Linked DNA regions of Sus scrofa: region 2 is linked to region 1. Evidence: chromatin contacts called from public Hi-C data. All regions are on one chromosome and are shown on one strand. Each heading gives the region's core, a stretch centred on a gene start, on an enhancer-like site or on the middle of the called end of the contact. The rest is flanking DNA. Distances are from core to core; before and after follow the strand shown.

Region 1 (2,694 bases), core at 107-2,606:
TCACACAGCAAGCAGCTGAAAACCCGGACCGGCTGCCTGACTCTGAAGTAGGTGCTCTTTAGGCTTGACTCGCACGGGGAAAGATTTTCAGGAGAGTCACCAGATCCACAAGACTTCTGGGTGCTTGGCTCCTACTTGGGGTGGTGGGGCCAGGGGCGGCAGGATGCAGGGGGCCGAGAAGGGGGATCCCCCGTTCCCCAGCATTAATTCATCTGGAGTGCCATGCTGGGAGATCCTTGAGCAGGGCCACTGGGGGGACAGATGTGGTTTGGATATCCCGGCCCTGGCCACCCCGGTTCTGGGTAATTTTCCACAGCAGCTACTTCTGGGAGGGGCACAAAGAGCCCTGCGTGTCTAGGCTGAACCCCCGGGACTTGGACCTCCAAGGCCTCTCGTGGCCCGAGCACCCCGCCCCTCCAGTCCAAAGTGTTCCACTCCTTTTACCCCCTCGGAGGGTGTGCAGTCTGAGCGAAGCAGGACTCAGGATGGCTGCACTCCCCCGAGGCGGGGGTCGTCTCCGTGGCTGCCCTCTCGCACAGGCAGCCTTCCCACTTCCAGAACCTGAATGTTAGTTCTGGCTTACTCAGACCGCCTCCCCCGCCGCCCAGCTCCGCCCCCAACCCACAGGACCTCCCTCCCCAGCCGGGCTGCCTCCTCGGACCTGGCCCTCCACGTGTCATGACCTAGGGCAAGGTGGCCCGGGTCTAAAGCAGTCTGCCCCTTCCTCATCCCGACTGCTCCTGGGGACAGGTACCAAGATGGGGGTCAGATAGCCCCAGGCCCCAGCCCTGTTGCTGCCCTGAGTGGCTGTGACCTTGTGCAGGTGTCATCAAGGCGGTCACAGCTGAGGAAACCGAGGCACACAGTGCTGACGTAACGGGCCCCGAGGCCGCACAGCGGGTCTTAGAGCTTGAACTTGGGTGGTCTGTCTTCTAAAGAGCCAGACCACGGATGTGGGTTTTGTAGGGTCACCTCCCTCCCTCCCCAGGTCCGGAGATCTCTGGGAGGGACCCAGTCCTGCGGCTTCCACTCGGCCCCCTCGCTTGGTGCTGGAGAGGCCGGGGTCTGCCCCAGCCCCGCAGGAGTCGGCACCCCACTTGGATGGAGGGGCCGGCGCGGCGGGTGTGCGGGACAGACGCGGCCGGGATCTCGGCTTTCCCCAGGTGGGGCGGGCCCGTCCGCTGGGGGCGGAGCCTCCCCGCAAGTCCAGGCCCCGCCCCGCCCCGCCCGCAGAGCCGCCGCGGGGGAACCCAGTTTCCGAGGAACTTTTCTCGGGCGCCGGGCCCCACCGAGGCCAGGGCGTGACGCGAACGCGCAGAGCGGCTGCGGCGGTCCCGGCGGGCCGCCGGGAGGAGGCGACTGCGCCATGGACGAGCCGCCCTTCACAGAGGCAGCCTTGGAGCAGGCGCTGGCCGAGCCATGCGAGCTGGACGCGGCGCTGCTGACCGACATCGAAGGTGCGTCAGGGACCCACCGGGCTCCGCGCAAGTGCGGCGCGCAGGCTGCGTTCGCCTTTGTCTCTTGGGTGGCGGGGGATGCGGGCGCCGGGGGCGCGGGGTGCGGGCGCGGAGCGGGGGCCGGGGCGCTGACTCCTTGCGGGGCGCTCGGGGCGCTCCGCGTCCCTGGGCCGAGCGCCGCCGGCCTCGCTGTCCTGTCCGCGCGGACCCTCCCGCGCCCGCCCTGGAGTCTCGGGCCGCGCCGGGTCCTGGGAGGCCCGGCACCGGGCACGTGCGCCTCCGGCCGTCCCGGGCCGCGCCCCGCGACCTGTGAAGCCTCAGCCCAGAGGCGGCCTCGGCGGGAGCCTGGGATCCGGGCGTCGCCGAGGCCCCGCCCCCGCTCAGCCGTGACGTCAGCGGGAGGTTACTCTCGGTCATTCCCTCCGGCCCGAGAGTTCAGCTCGGCGCTGGAGCCCTCGCGCATGCGCGCAGGCGTCCTCCCGCCCTTGCCCGCCCGCGTCCGGTTCTCGCAGCCGGCGTGGGCACGCATTTATCGAGCCTCCGCTGAATATCAGGCCCCGTCCCAGGCACCAGGGGTTCACAGACAAACCTGGGCCCCCCTTTTCTTGGGAGCACAAAAATCCCCAGGGAAACCCATACGTGGATGTTTAGTTACACCTTGTGGTAGCTCAGGGGCTGGGCAGCAGCTTCGTGGGGATCGGTGGGGTGAGACCTGTGGGTCATCCCGGACCAGCCAGGAAGGATGTCGTCCGGCAAGCATGGCGAGGACTTAGAGATGCCCGGGAGGTGAGGCTAGGCAGGTTGGCCGAGGGAGGTCGGCCAAGGAGAGGAGGGGGCAGCTGCGCCGCTCACTTAGCTGTGGAAGCACCGCTCTGGTTGTTCTGCAGAGAAGGCGCAGCAGGGACAGTTGGGAGGCTGTTGCCTGGCTGTGCAGCACGCAGTCCCAGGCCCTAGCGAGTTGCCTCCATGGTTGCTGGGCAGTTTCGGCCACGCTGGCTTCCTTGCTGTCGGTTGATGAGAAAACAGGGCAAGAGCACAGGACTCAAACCTCCCACAACCTGGATGCACGTGTCCTTGGAGCCTGTGGCCCCCCCGGGTATCACATGCCTGCTTCTCTCCTTGGTCCCACCAAGCACGGGCCCGCCTGAGAAACCACAGCTCAAGCCTGCTTACAGCCCCGGGGGTTAGCAAAATGGACAGAGCTAAGCCCCCACTTCTGCCCTCCTGCAGCCTTGCG
Region 2 (2,694 bases), core at 85-2,584, 150 kb after region 1:
CAGGGAGAAAACGGGCCTGGGTGGGTGGTGCTGGCTGGGGGCCCTTCCCCCTTGGCAGGCCCCCCAGAATTGGCTCTGGTTCTGCCTGGACTCCCTGAGCGGGAGCATGACGAGCGGTGGTCAGTGGGCACACCGGTCCTGCAGCGCCTGCCGTGCGCGCAGCCCAGTCATGCCCAGTGGTTGTTAAGCACTTCCCACTGGTCCGCGTGATGGGTTTTACCAACAGGTATTTCCTTTTCACTTTCGAGGACACGAAAGTTGTCTGCAGTCCGAGAGCCAGTGCTCGCCCCCAGGCCAGTGTCCTTCCTGTCTCACCGTGGGCCTGCCTATCCTAGGGATGCTGCGGAGGCCACCGCAGGGGCCCGCACACCGGGTCTGCTCACAAATGCTCCAGACCGGCCGGTGCTGAGGGCCAAGGGGTGAGAAGTGGGCTTGAATCAGGGAGAGCTGGCTTTACAGAGGGGCTGCCTGGGCTCCCATCCCAGACAAGGGAATCTCCATTTCCCAGGTACATGGCACCTAGCTCAAAGGGGCTGTCTTGGGACCAAACCATCCAAAATCCCACCTACTTTTCTTTTCCTTTTTTTTTTTTTTTTTTGTCTTTTTAGGGCTACACCCGCGGCATGTGGAGGTTCTCAGGCTAGGGGTCCAATCGGAGCTGTACCGCCAGCGTATGCCAGAGCCACAGCATCGCGGGATCCAAGCCACGACTGCAACCTACACCACAGTTCACGGCAACGCCGGATCCCTAACCCACTGAGCGAGGCCAGGGATCGAACCCGCAACCTCGTGATTCCTAGTCGGATTCCTTTCCCCTGCGCCGCGACGGGAACTCCCCACCTACTTTTCCGAACTCCGTCGTTCCCCCTATCTCCCGTCCACCACTACTCCAGCCTTTTCCGGATTCCAGAAGGACCCCTCCGGTCTCCAGGCACCTGCACAGGTGGTCTCTCTTCCTGCCCCTGCAGTTTGCATGTCTGGCACCTCCTGCACTCAGGCCTCCCTCTGAGACCTTCCCGAAGCATTCCAGGGCAGGGGCCCCGGTGACCATCCGACCCAGCCCCCTCCCCCCAACACACCCCGCTTTTCCTGCTAGGCGCTCTTCCCCCAGGCGACAACGAGGGCAGCCCCGGTGAGTGCTCGAGGGGGAGTGGAGGAGGGTCGCCAACCGCGGGGCGGGAGCTGCGGGGAGTGCCCGCCCCCAGGCACAGGCAGCCTCAGGAGGGGCGGGGGGCCGAGCCGGCCAAAGTCCAGGTCCGCAGGGGCTGCGCAGAGCGCTACTTAAGCCTACGACCCGCCGCCGCCGGCCTCTAGCCCGCCGCCGGCCAAGGACAGGGACACCAGGTCAGTTGGCAGGACAGGTGGGGAGCCGGGGGCCGAGGGGACACCGAGCCCGGCGGCCTCGAGGCCGCCGCGGGACTGGCGGGCGCCGCAGCGCGCGGCCCTGGGATTTGTAGTAGGTCTCGGTTCCGCGAGAGGCTTGCGCGAGCCCGGGAGCGCGGCCCTGCGCGGAAACGGGGACTACATTTCCCAGAAGGCCAAGGAAGCGGGGGTCATCGGGAAAGCGCCCCGCCGGCGGCGCTTCATGGGCCGCCATGGGGGCCGGTTCTGCGGGCCGGGGGCTCCCGCGAGGCCCGCGCGGCAACCCCTGCAAGGCGGCCCGCGGCCGGGGGCTCCGGCGAGCGAGGACCATGCGGGACCCGGGGGCGGCGCCCGACTGCTGCGGGGGCTTCGGCAACCTGGACCTCAGGCAGGTACCGACCGCGCCGGCCGCTGGGCGGGAGAGGGCTCGCCAGGCCCTCCAGGTCCGCGGCTGGCCTCGCTGCCTCCGACTCCTGGGGGCGGGGCTGCCGTTACCAGGCGACGGGGCGGGGCGGGCCGGGGGCGGGGCTTCCGTTACCAGGCAACGGGGCGGGGCGGGGCGGGGCTGCGCGAGCCCTTGCGGGGAGGCGGCGCCCGGAGCCGCTGGAGCAGCCCCTTCTCTTCCGAGACCCGCACGAGAGGGGCGGCGCGGGGGGGGCCGGTGCCGGGGGCCCGCCGCCCCCGCGCTGTCCCGCCCGCGCTCGGAGCCGCCTCTGAGCCACTTCCTTCACCTGTCAGCGTCAGCGTCCTCCGTGGAGTCCCCAGAGGTCTCAGCTCCAGTCCAGTCCCCAGCCCAGCGGGTCCCGATTTAGAGCCAGGTGCAGAGACCTGGGACAAAAACCTCAGAGTTGAGCTCTGTTTCATTTGGGGGCCTTACTGAGGACTGTAGCCCAGGAAGCAGCCCCTCAGCAGCTCTGAGGGTCTGTCGGGAGAAGTAAGGGAGGGGCCGGGATCTCTAGGAGTTTTTGCTGGGACCCCCCCCCCCCCAGGGCAATCCCACATCAGAAGATGACTGCTGGGAGTTCCTGGGGTGGCCTAGCGGGGTAAAAACCGACACAGTGTTTGTGAAGATGTGGGTTGAACCCCTGGCCTCGCTCAGTGGGTTGAGGTCCAGCCTTGCCGCAAGCTGCAGCATAGGTCGCGGGTGTGGCTCCGATCCCACGTTGCTGTGGTTGTGGGGTAGGCCAGCAGCTGCGTCTCAGATGAGACCCCTCGCCTGGGAACTTCCATGTGCCACAGGAGCTGCTGCATAAAGAAAAAAAGATGACTGCTAGGCACCCAAAAAACCAGACACGTCACTCACGATTCGAGCGCTTTTCTTTGCACAGGAAA

What was found. A called contact is a pair of places that touch in the nucleus more often than the background predicts.
Region 2: a Hi-C map of liver shows a contact between it and region 1, with 2.6 times the contacts expected there. The contact joins the promoter of PEMT here to the promoter of SREBF1 in region 1. A contact is called at or near these places in 2 of 5 promoter capture datasets (both in liver), 1 of 47 Hi-C or Micro-C datasets (liver) and 1 of 2 datasets of contacts at active chromatin or transcription factors (alveolar macrophages).

What each region holds. Positions count from the first base shown.
Region 1 is chr12:60,732,611-60,735,304 of Sscrofa11.1, forward strand. It overlaps SREBF1 (sterol regulatory element binding transcription factor 1), which reads left to right and starts at 1,357. Exons shown (of 19, transcript NM_214157.1): 1 at 1,357-1,457. The coding sequence starts at 1,367.
Region 2 is chr12:60,879,033-60,881,726 of Sscrofa11.1, forward strand. It overlaps PEMT (phosphatidylethanolamine N-methyltransferase), which reads left to right and starts at 1,335. Exons shown (of 7, transcript NM_214365.1): 1 at 1,335-1,344.